3 separate regions of the Mus musculus genome follow, and all the other regions are linked to region 1. A link is a contact called in public promoter capture Hi-C data. All regions are on one chromosome and are shown on one strand. The core of a region is the stretch at or near the end of the contact, and the rest is flanking DNA. Distances in the headings are between cores, read along the strand shown.

Region 1 (3,065 bases), core at 182-2,681:
CCTGCATAACCTAGAACTTTGACACTGGAGTTGGATATACATGTAGAACCAACTAGAGATGCTAGAAAGACTGAGATACTTTGGTCTGCCCTGTGGTTTACATCAGGAGAATCTGCTTGATGTTCTCTGAGCCTCTGGCTTCCTTCCCTTTGCAGCCTTGCCTGCTTAAGTGGATGTGCTCACCTTCACTGATGCTGTGGTCCATTTTCTGACTCATTGTCCTCTGAGCATACCTGTTCATTTACTGTGGCATCATCTCAGGATGATTTCCAGCTCAGGTCTCATTCGGTGCCTAGCCTTCCTACTCTAACCTGTATCAGTGCCTTGTAGACACTTACATGGGCTACTTACTGTGCTCTCAGCTCCACTAGGTTAGGAAACTCAGACTCTGGCTTGCTGTGGAGGCCCTGCTGCTCATCCCAAGGCTGGGCCACAGATGCCATCAATATTTGGCTAATTAGTAAGGTTTGAGTTATTACAATACCATGCCACATGGTAGTGACATAAAGGCCAAGGAAACTTATGTCCTTTTTGGGACACATTGGACTAGGACCTCATAGGTGAGGAGACAGGGCACATACAAACTGGAGGAGGAAGAAATAGCATGTGGCTTCTTCATGGTGGCTTCTGGGCAGCAGGGACACTGGGGTCATCCACCCTCTGCAAAAAAAAGCCTTGTGCCATGAAAAGAACTGCCTTGACTCTAGCTACCAGATGCTAATAGCACCTGCAGCCCCTTATATCACCCAAACATATCAGACACTGCTTAGTAACTTCCATCCCAGTTGTCAGTAAATTCTTTGCTCAGGACTTGCACTTTTTGAATATAAGACCCTGTAGAGCCAGTCGCCAGGTATTTGTCAGTTGTTTGCCTGCTTATAAAAAGGAGGGCCCTGGGCTCTGAGCCACTGCAACTCATACCCTCTAATTTGAAACAAGAAAAAGTCTGGTGGTGGTGGCAAAAAACACAAGCTACAGCACTTGCCTTTGAAAGTATTGGTTGTAGCCAGCCTGGTATACAGAGCAAGTCCCCCGGACAGCCAAAGTTACACAGAGCAAATATGCCTCGAAAAACAAAAACAAAAACAAAAGATGAAGGGAAACAAACAAACAAAAAAACTAGGAAAAGGCTGAGCAAGTTGCCTCTTTCCTTTGCTTTCTGAGGGCAAGCACAAGCCAACTGTGGCCCCTCCATCTCTGCTCTCTTATTCCTACAGCACCATTGTCTCTCCCCAACTGAGTGGTCCTCCCTCCTCAACAGCTATAAATCTTGCTGACCAGATCACCAACAAACCTTGCTAAATCTTAACCAATAAACATGTTGGCCTGGAGGAAGTAAGTATAGAAACCCCTCCCTCTTCAGGATGTCAGCTGGGAGGAGCTAAAGGAAATTAAAGTACTTACTTCAGTGCACATCTGACAGATCTTACCACTGTGCCTGCAACCTGGTCAGAGAGGAAGTAAGGACTGGTGTCAGGAGGGAGCTGCTAGGTGACAAAGGGAAGAGCCCTCAGGATAGGGCTGGGGTTGGGAGTGTGAGATTAGGAAGGAAAAGCTGGGTGGGTGGTGGATGAGAGAAATAGGCAGACATGTATTCCTTGGGGAAAGCTGGGGGGGGGGGGAGTGTTGGAGGGTGGGAAGAGTGGATGCTTGAGCCCTGTGAGAGCCCAGGGATGTGAATGATGATCTAATAACTGGCTTCAACTTCCAAGGTTTGATCTGTGCAGCCCTTCTCCAAGGATGGACAGTTGTCACACTACAAAGTCCTGTGTACTCATCCTTCTTGTGGTCCTATTGTGTGCAGAAAGAGGTGAGGTGGAAAATGAGAGATGGCCAGGAGGGTAAAATGGAGATGGCAAACTGCCTCAGGGTTGTGGTTACACCTGCACCTCCATTGTGTGCTCAGTGCCCAAGGTGTGCTGGTGTCAGGGGATTGGGAATCGGCTTGTGATGGGTGAAGCCTCATGTGTTGTGTGCTTTACTGGGTCTGTAACCCTGCCAGCGCCTGCCTTGCAACCATCACTACATACCAGAAAGACGTTTCAATGTTACTACCTGTGCCACAAACCCTGACCACCAGAGCAGCCTGTCCTTTAGACTCTAACCCTGCTGCCCTGGTCTACCAAGCAGGCCTCTGGCCTGGGTGCACACAAACTGGTAGAGGCTTCTTTTTCTGGCCTGAAGGCCAAGCCAAGGGTTTGGAATCCTCAAATCTTGGCATTTTACTTTTCCTTATGCCCAGCACATGCCACACGAGGCCCAAATGCTAGAACATCTCTATTCTAAGAAGTCTGAGCTTTCAGATACCCCTATACTTCTAGTTACATGTGTATTGCAGGAAACCTCATGGTGAGTCTGACCTTTGAGCTGGACTCTGGGACATTCAGTGCTTTGTCATGCTTCAATATACAGGGGCCAGCTCTGCAGGTGTAGGGTGGGACAGGTCAGAAAAGCCTTCCCTATCTGATGGCCCCACTACCTATTACACACCCACTCATTTCTTGAGCAGACATTTTGTATCTTTGTTTTCCCAATATGGTGATTGCCCCTCTAATTCCCCTTGGGGTGCAGGTCTCTGCTGTGGGTTTGGCTAGCTGAGGCAGCAGGGCCGAGCATACTTGAACAATGGAGGGTCATGGTTCACTTTTGCTTTTGGCAGAGGTGACTGGGCAGTAATATCCTTGCTCTGTCCTAGCACCCAGCAGCTGTGTGGAAGTAAAGACATTGGAGAGAAGGGTTCTGTTCTAGGAAGGGCATGAACTAGCCCTCATATATTGGCTTTTTTCTCAGCTCAGGGGCTGGAGTGCTATAACTGCCTGGGAGTTTCACTTGGAATTGCCTGCAAATCAATTACCTGCCCCTACCCTGATGCAGTCTGCATTTCTCAGCAGGTAGAACTTATTGTGGGTAAGTTCCCTGTGGCCTCCATAAAGATGGCTGAGGGTAGCTTGGAAGAAAACATCAGATCTGGGCACTTGTTAAGGACCATGGTTCTCCTCCCTTGAAACAGAGCTTTCTTGGGTTTGGAGTGGGATTCCTTCAAAGTGGGGGCTGTTGGGGTCCAG
Region 2 (3,065 bases), core at 395-2,894, 630 kb after region 1:
AGGTGACACCATTCCATGCCAGCTTTCTAGTGCAGCCTTAGATCAAGTGCCCAGGGCAGTATCTGCCAGTCTGAATATATAGCAGTGCCCAGTTCACCCTAGGACCCAGCCCACTCCAGCTGGGAAAAGAATTGGTTTTAGGATCTTGTCTTCTAGAGTAAAATGGGCTCAACATGGAAGCACACACTGAGACAGAAACAGAAGGATTGGGAATTCAAGCCCAACCAGTGCTACATGGGACCCTGACACAAAACAAAACAGTACTAACCGGGTCGGGGGGTACCTCACTACCCGAAAATGAAGTGACAAAGGAGTGGGCCAGGGTCCCTGCCACCGGTACACCTCTCAGTTGTCCAGCAAGTGTGTTGCTGCTGCTGTCAAAGCCTGGGTGAGAAGGCAGGTAGGCTTAGGGGACTCAGAATATGATGGAACCTCCCCTTCCCCAACCTATGCCTCTCCCAGGCCTCACCACCCAGGTAGCTGTAAATTGAGGCCGTGAAACCCCCGTCGGGACCCTGAGCTCGCCGCAAACCCATCTCTAGTAGTTTCTTATCCGGCCCTGCAATCAAGCGTAGCCGAGCAGCATTGGTGGCTACGAGGCTGTGGAGAGTAACAAGTCATGAGAACCCAAGTGAGGGTCACAAAGCCACCCCAGTGGGAGGGCTTAGATAACCCCAGCGCTTCTATTGCCTGTACCTCTCAGGGACTCCGCTCACCTAGCGTAGCTGACCAGACACAGCAGTGGAGTCTCTAGCAGCTGTACCAGAAGAAGAGGCCCGGACACCTGCAGAAGCGGCACCTGTGGGGCGAGTGATCAGCTCCACAGTGGAACCTCCTGGGCCACCCCACTCTTCCTAACACACCCAGCTCACAAGGCACTCACACCAGGGAAGGCGAGGGAACCCTCTGGCAGAGCCCGCACGGTCACCCCAGAGCAATCAAGGGCTCGAAGGTGCTCGAAGAACGCAGGGTCAGTGTCTGGGGGTAGTACCGAAGCCAGGAACTGCACATCTGGAGCGACAGAGAACACATGTAGCCTGGGAAAGGACTCTGCCAGGCAAGTAAAAGTCCCCTCAGAGGTCAGGGGCACATTGAGAGGGTACAGGAGATTCGTTCGTGAGGGAGCGGGGATTTTCTTCCAGTCAGAGGAGTACGGTACGGGTGCTGGTCGCGGAACTACCTGCATCCCGCAGACGGAAGGCGCGAAGAAAGCGCATACAGTCCTGCAAGCCAGCGGAAAGGGCGAAGGAGCCTCCGAAAGGGCAGTGGCGGAAGAAGAGCTCGAACTCTGCTGCCTCGCACGCCCGGCCCGCACGCCAGTAGCCCAGCGCCATGGTAGCCTGATAGAGGTCGGTGAGCAGCGGCCGCACCACCATGCGCCCCTCGCTGTCCAGCTCCATCTCCATTCCGCGGGGTACACAGGCTCCCGACTAATGGCGCCCTACTCCACCCCCTACGGCACTGGTCCAGAGAACCAACTCACACGAAAGGAGGGCCTTTCCCGGCAGAAGTGGGCGGAGCGAGCCGCCTAATCTGCTAGTAGTTGCAGGGACTCAAACCAGCAAGATAGGCGACTGGCACACCCCCATCCCAGTCTCCTGGACTCCAACTAGCCGCTTGCCCCTCAGAATGGTTCTTACGTTTTGGAACTCAACTACTGGCACCAAAGGCAAAACAACTTAAAAGGGCGGGAGCGCTTGCGAAGGTTGTACTTTACCCTGGCCTCTTGCCCCTGACCAGGGAGGAGCAATCAGGGCTTCATTACAGCTGCAAGCAGCGTCATGGGAAGCTGAGAGCCCCCTAGAGGTCAGTGCTGCCTTTCAGGTGTGTGGGAACCCAAGCACCAGCATAGGGGAGGTTTGTTCAAGCCAGCAGCCAGGATTGCAGTGAGTCAATGCCCTAGGACAGTTTATGGTAGTAATGTCAACCCCAGCATTAGGAAGGCAGAGGCAGGTGGTTCTCTAAACTGACAAGGATATACAGCAAAATTTATTCTCAAAAAAAAAAAAAAAGTGTAGGTGTTTTTGTACTGCAGGCAGATATGCATGCCCAGAGGCCAGAAGAGGGTATCAGGTATCCAGGAACTGGAGTTACAGCTGGTTTGTAAGTTTCCATGTGGTTGCTGGGAATGAGCCCCATCTTCCAGAATAGTGTTCTTAACTGCGAAGTCATCCTTGCCCAGGTGACAGTTTTTTGTTCAGGTCCCACAGGAAAAGTCTAAAACTTTTGAGGGGGAGGGCTACATTGTTTCCTGGTGACTAGGGGCCATGATGAACAACACTGACAGGAATCAGCCACACTTGGTACACTTTCTCAACTTAGATGTTCGCAGGATTTCACGAGCACTATCGTCCCAATACCACCAATACCCAAGCACTGACAAGGGGTTTTAGGGGAGCGGGCAGACAAAATTCCATACAGTACAGCTGGCTGTCCATATTCTAACCATCCCAGAATATATAAAGAGGATGTATCCCTCCAGAGGTAAGGAGTGTGAAGAGGAGTGTTAGACTGGGTCTAGGTGTACACGGTGACAACAGCAGGGACAGGAGAGACACGGTGGACAAATGTGGACCTAATAGATTGTTTCTGGGACAAGTATGAGCCAGAGCCCACAGAGCGCTGTACACCAAGTAACACAAGAGGCGGAGTGCAGAGTCTCAGTCTTTAATCTCAGCAGGTCCTCACACACATGAAACCACACTCTCTCGGACATTCAGATCTTGTTGAAAGCTGCGATGTCGACACTCTGCACCTGTGGATGGAGACAAAGGGCGCTGCTGCTGCAGGCTGCCGCCTAGGGCAAGTTCATGTTCCACAGTGGATGTGGGGTGGCAGGAGCCAGTGTCCCGGGCCCATCCGGTCTCCCCTACCCCTGTGCCCATGCCCACTTACATGCTCCTCAAATTTGGTGATCTCCTCCTCGAGCAAGTCGGTGCCCACTTTGTCATCCTCCACCACACACTGGATCTGCAGCTTCCGGATGCCATAGCCAACAGGCACAAGCTTGGAGGCCCCCCAAACCAGCCCGTCCAATTGGATGGAACGCACACAAGTCTCTAGCT
Region 3 (3,065 bases), core at 391-2,890, 540 kb before region 1:
TTTCATGGGGAGAATGCTGGGGAAGGGTTTCCGGGGCTTAGGAACCTGCCATGGATTGAGATGGGCTAGTGTGCAGGAAGGGTGACCCAGGGGGCCTTGCTCCCTCTAGGTTTCTGTCTCTTCATCTGACATATGAATTGAAAAAAACAAAAACTTGCATGAAAGTGAGGGTCAGGGGCCTGGAAGTGCCAGAATACAGCCTGTCTTCCCTGCAGGCTAGCACTTCAGGTTCCCAGTGCCCAACAAGAACAGAGAGGCCCCTTCGCCCTTGGTTTATTTTATTTTCCACAAGCTTGGTGGACAGTGAGTGACCTGAGGCTCAGTGAGCTCTGCTCATAGATCCAGGCATGTAGAGACGACTGCAGGCAGCACCGGGCCCTGCCGGGAGAGTGGATAGAGAAGGAACGAGGAGGCTCCCTGTGTGGCTAGAGGCCTGCCACGAAGCCTGGAAACCCTGAGTTGCAGAGGTCACGGAAGCAACAGAAGACAGGATGGGCAACGCCAATGCCATCAGGGTCGGTGGCCAGACACGAGCTGGAGCAGGAGCGGGTCACCATGGGACTGTGGTTGAAGGGGAACGCTGCAGGGTGGGCAGACAGCAGAGCCCCAAGTCACTGCAGTTCCTTTCTGCCTCTGCACACCCTTCCCATGGTGTGCTGCCTTCTCAAACCCCTCCTGCAACCTGCATCTTAAATCTGCCCAACCCCCACCCAGCCACAGCACATATTCACGTTGGCACCAGCCTCTGTGGAGCATCCACACTACCTGGTCCTGAGTGGGGGCTCTAGCCTAAGCCACATTTAACATACCTGTGCAGAGCCAGGGTCTAAGCCAACTGCTGCCTTCTACCCATCCCCACTCCCCATAGCCCTGATGCCACTGTCTTAGTGCAGGTACTTGAGGGGCTATACATCTGTGGGCACCATCTATAAGATATGATACCATCAGCACCACCACACGCGCGCACACACACACACCATTCCTGCCCCCTCTGCCTTCTTGGCTGAGCAAAACAGTGGTGGACGAAAGGGAACATGGAGGGACAAGGTAAGCCTGACACCAGGTGGAACCCCCAGCCCTGGCCTGAACCCAGCCTTACCTGCTTCCACTGTCTCCAGTACAGTCTTACAGGCTGTGTCTTCCATCTTGCACTGAGCAATATTCTTGCATGAGTTAATGGCCGTGGGCTGCTCACAGGTATAGCATCGGAAGGCCTCACCTAGCAAGGGTTAGGGGTCACAGTCTCACCACCTCGCTCCAGGGGTCCCTATTGGAGCCAGGTAGGTGAGAGAGAAAGTGACCTCCTGAGAGTCTTCCGAGACCCAGATGTCCAAGACAAGTGACAACACCACATCCTGCATCCGTATCTTCCTCCCTGGAGAACAGATCATGACCAAGACTTCTGTCCCAGAAGCATGTTGGAATCTAAGACCCAGGAAGCTTACCAAGGGTCCAGAGGATGCCTTGGCCACAAAGATACCTCTCTCCCATTAAGAGATGGGATAAACCGAGTTCTACAGCAGAGCTGCCCCTGAGAGCCTCACTCCAAGTCACTCACCATAGCCCATGCTCCAGGCTGCCAAGAGCAGCAGCCACATGGCCCAGCGAAGGGTCATTCTTCAGTGCTCAGGAGCTAGGAGCCCTGGCTGGCCTCATAGTGAGGATTTTATACTCAGCCTCCGGCTTCGGCTTCTGGGTGTTGGCAGGACCAGAGTGACTCAGTAGGGAGGCACAGGGCTAGGGGTGTGGGTGGTGGATGGGAGCCATCATCACCTACCATCCCAGGGTGGGGCCCCTCTATGGACCTTTTGGGGAACCTCTGTCTGGGAGTCTTGGTCCTGCTTCTGCTGGTGCACCTCCAGTACTCGACACCATGCTCTGCTGTCCCTCAACTGAGGAAGCCTTTTAGAGCCTGGCTCAACTGGCTCTCAGATGAGCCTCTTGCCTCAGCTATGTGAATGCATCCAATAGGCCAGATAGTCAGGTCCCGAGAACCCCTGAGGCTCAGGTACAAGGCTGCTTTATATCTGCCTGATAAAAGGAACCTCACTGTATCCCATCTGCCTAAGACCGATCTACTATGCACCCAGATGTACTCACAAAGTAGAGGCTGAGCCAGTATGGAAAGGAGGGAGTACCTGATGTGGTATAGGTGCTGTGAGGGCAGAGGCAGATATAGGGTCTTAGAATGGCCCCTACACATCCACTGCCATTCCCCTGACCATGAATGAATGTCTTTTAGACCAAGCTTGAGCTTCTTAGCTTTAGTCCTGACAGCAGAACTCTACCTACTCTCCTGGACTGATAGTCTATTCTGGCTTCCCTGTGCTGGCCCTTTCATGTTATGGGCACCCTGGCTGTTTTCCTGTGCCAGAAGGACCATCTAAGCCTTCATCCTCCATAACCCTCCCCAGTTGAGGTCTCTTTGGTTTTGGTTTTGGTTTTGGTTTGGTTTTGTTGTCGTTCTCCAAGGTTTCAATGAGTGGCCCTGTGGATGGATATGGGGGTAGGCAGATGAAGGAGTAAGGGAGGGAGGGAGGGAGGAAGGGAGGGAGGGAGGGAGGGAGGGAGGGAGGGAGGGAGGGAGGGAGGATAACAGATGATGGGGTGGATGGGTGGAGGATGGGTGATGGACAAATGGATAGATGGATGCATGATAGGCAGATGATTGCATAAGATGGATAGATAATACTTGGCTTTAACAATAGGTGGGTGGTTGGCAGCTGGCATGTGTGTCTCTGTAGGGAGCTGGTGGGTGGTCCACCCCTTACAGACTCTGTAACAGCAGAATTACAGCCTGACCTTGTGACAGACAGGCTGCAATGGAGGAGCCCTGGTCCAGGCACCTAGGAGGCATGCGTTTTTCTCCTGGCCTTTCTGCTCTTTCTTTGCATGGCCTTGGGATAGCCCCCTTGTCCTTCCAGACCTTGGCTTCCTGTTTATGGATTGCTAGGGCAGAAGTGGCCTGGCACTGCAGGGAGAAGCCAGTTGTACAAGGTTTGTAGAAAAGTAAAGAGAAGGTGTGGCTTACAGAGGGAGGGACTGCAGTTCCTACAAGTCAAATA

What was found. Promoter capture Hi-C pulls out the DNA fragments that hold promoters and counts their contacts.
Region 2: a contact with region 1 is called in a promoter capture Hi-C map of liver, with 2.5 times the contacts expected there. The contact joins the promoter of Naprt here to the promoter of Ly6f in region 1. A contact is called at or near these places in 2 of 39 promoter capture datasets (the 3T3-L1 cell line and liver).
Region 3: a promoter capture Hi-C map of pre-B cells shows a contact between it and region 1, with 3 times the contacts expected there. The contact joins the promoter of Slurp1 here to the promoter of Ly6f in region 1. A contact is called at or near these places in 13 of 39 promoter capture datasets (the 3T3-L1 cell line, 3T3-L1-derived adipocytes, the C10 cell line and 9 more), 1 of 115 datasets of contacts at active chromatin or transcription factors (pancreatic cancer cells) and 2 of 9 other capture datasets (liver and macrophages).

Annotation. Positions count from the first base shown.
Region 1 is chr15:75,266,990-75,270,054 of GRCm38.p6, forward strand. It overlaps Ly6f (lymphocyte antigen 6 complex, locus F), which reads left to right and starts at 1,432. Exons shown (of 4, transcript NM_008530.2): 1 at 1,432-1,491; 2 at 1,713-1,810; 3 at 2,791-2,907. The coding sequence starts at 1,741.
Region 2 is chr15:75,892,837-75,895,901 of GRCm38.p6, forward strand. Naprt (nicotinate phosphoribosyltransferase) reads right to left here and starts at 1,645. Exons shown (of 13, transcript NM_172607.3): 1 at 1,181-1,645; 2 at 884-1,011; 3 at 717-799; 4 at 470-600; 5 at 269-384. The coding sequence starts at 1,406. It overlaps Eef1d (eukaryotic translation elongation factor 1 delta (guanine nucleotide exchange protein)), which reads right to left. Exons shown (of 10, transcript NM_029663.2): 9 at 2,896-3,065; 10 at 1,960-2,755. The coding sequence ends at 2,717.
Region 3 is chr15:74,726,383-74,729,447 of GRCm38.p6, forward strand. It overlaps Slurp1 (secreted Ly6/Plaur domain containing 1), which reads right to left and starts at 1,641. Exons shown (of 3, transcript NM_020519.2): 1 at 1,559-1,641; 2 at 1,100-1,219; 3 at 262-580. The coding sequence starts at 1,616. The coding sequence ends at 426.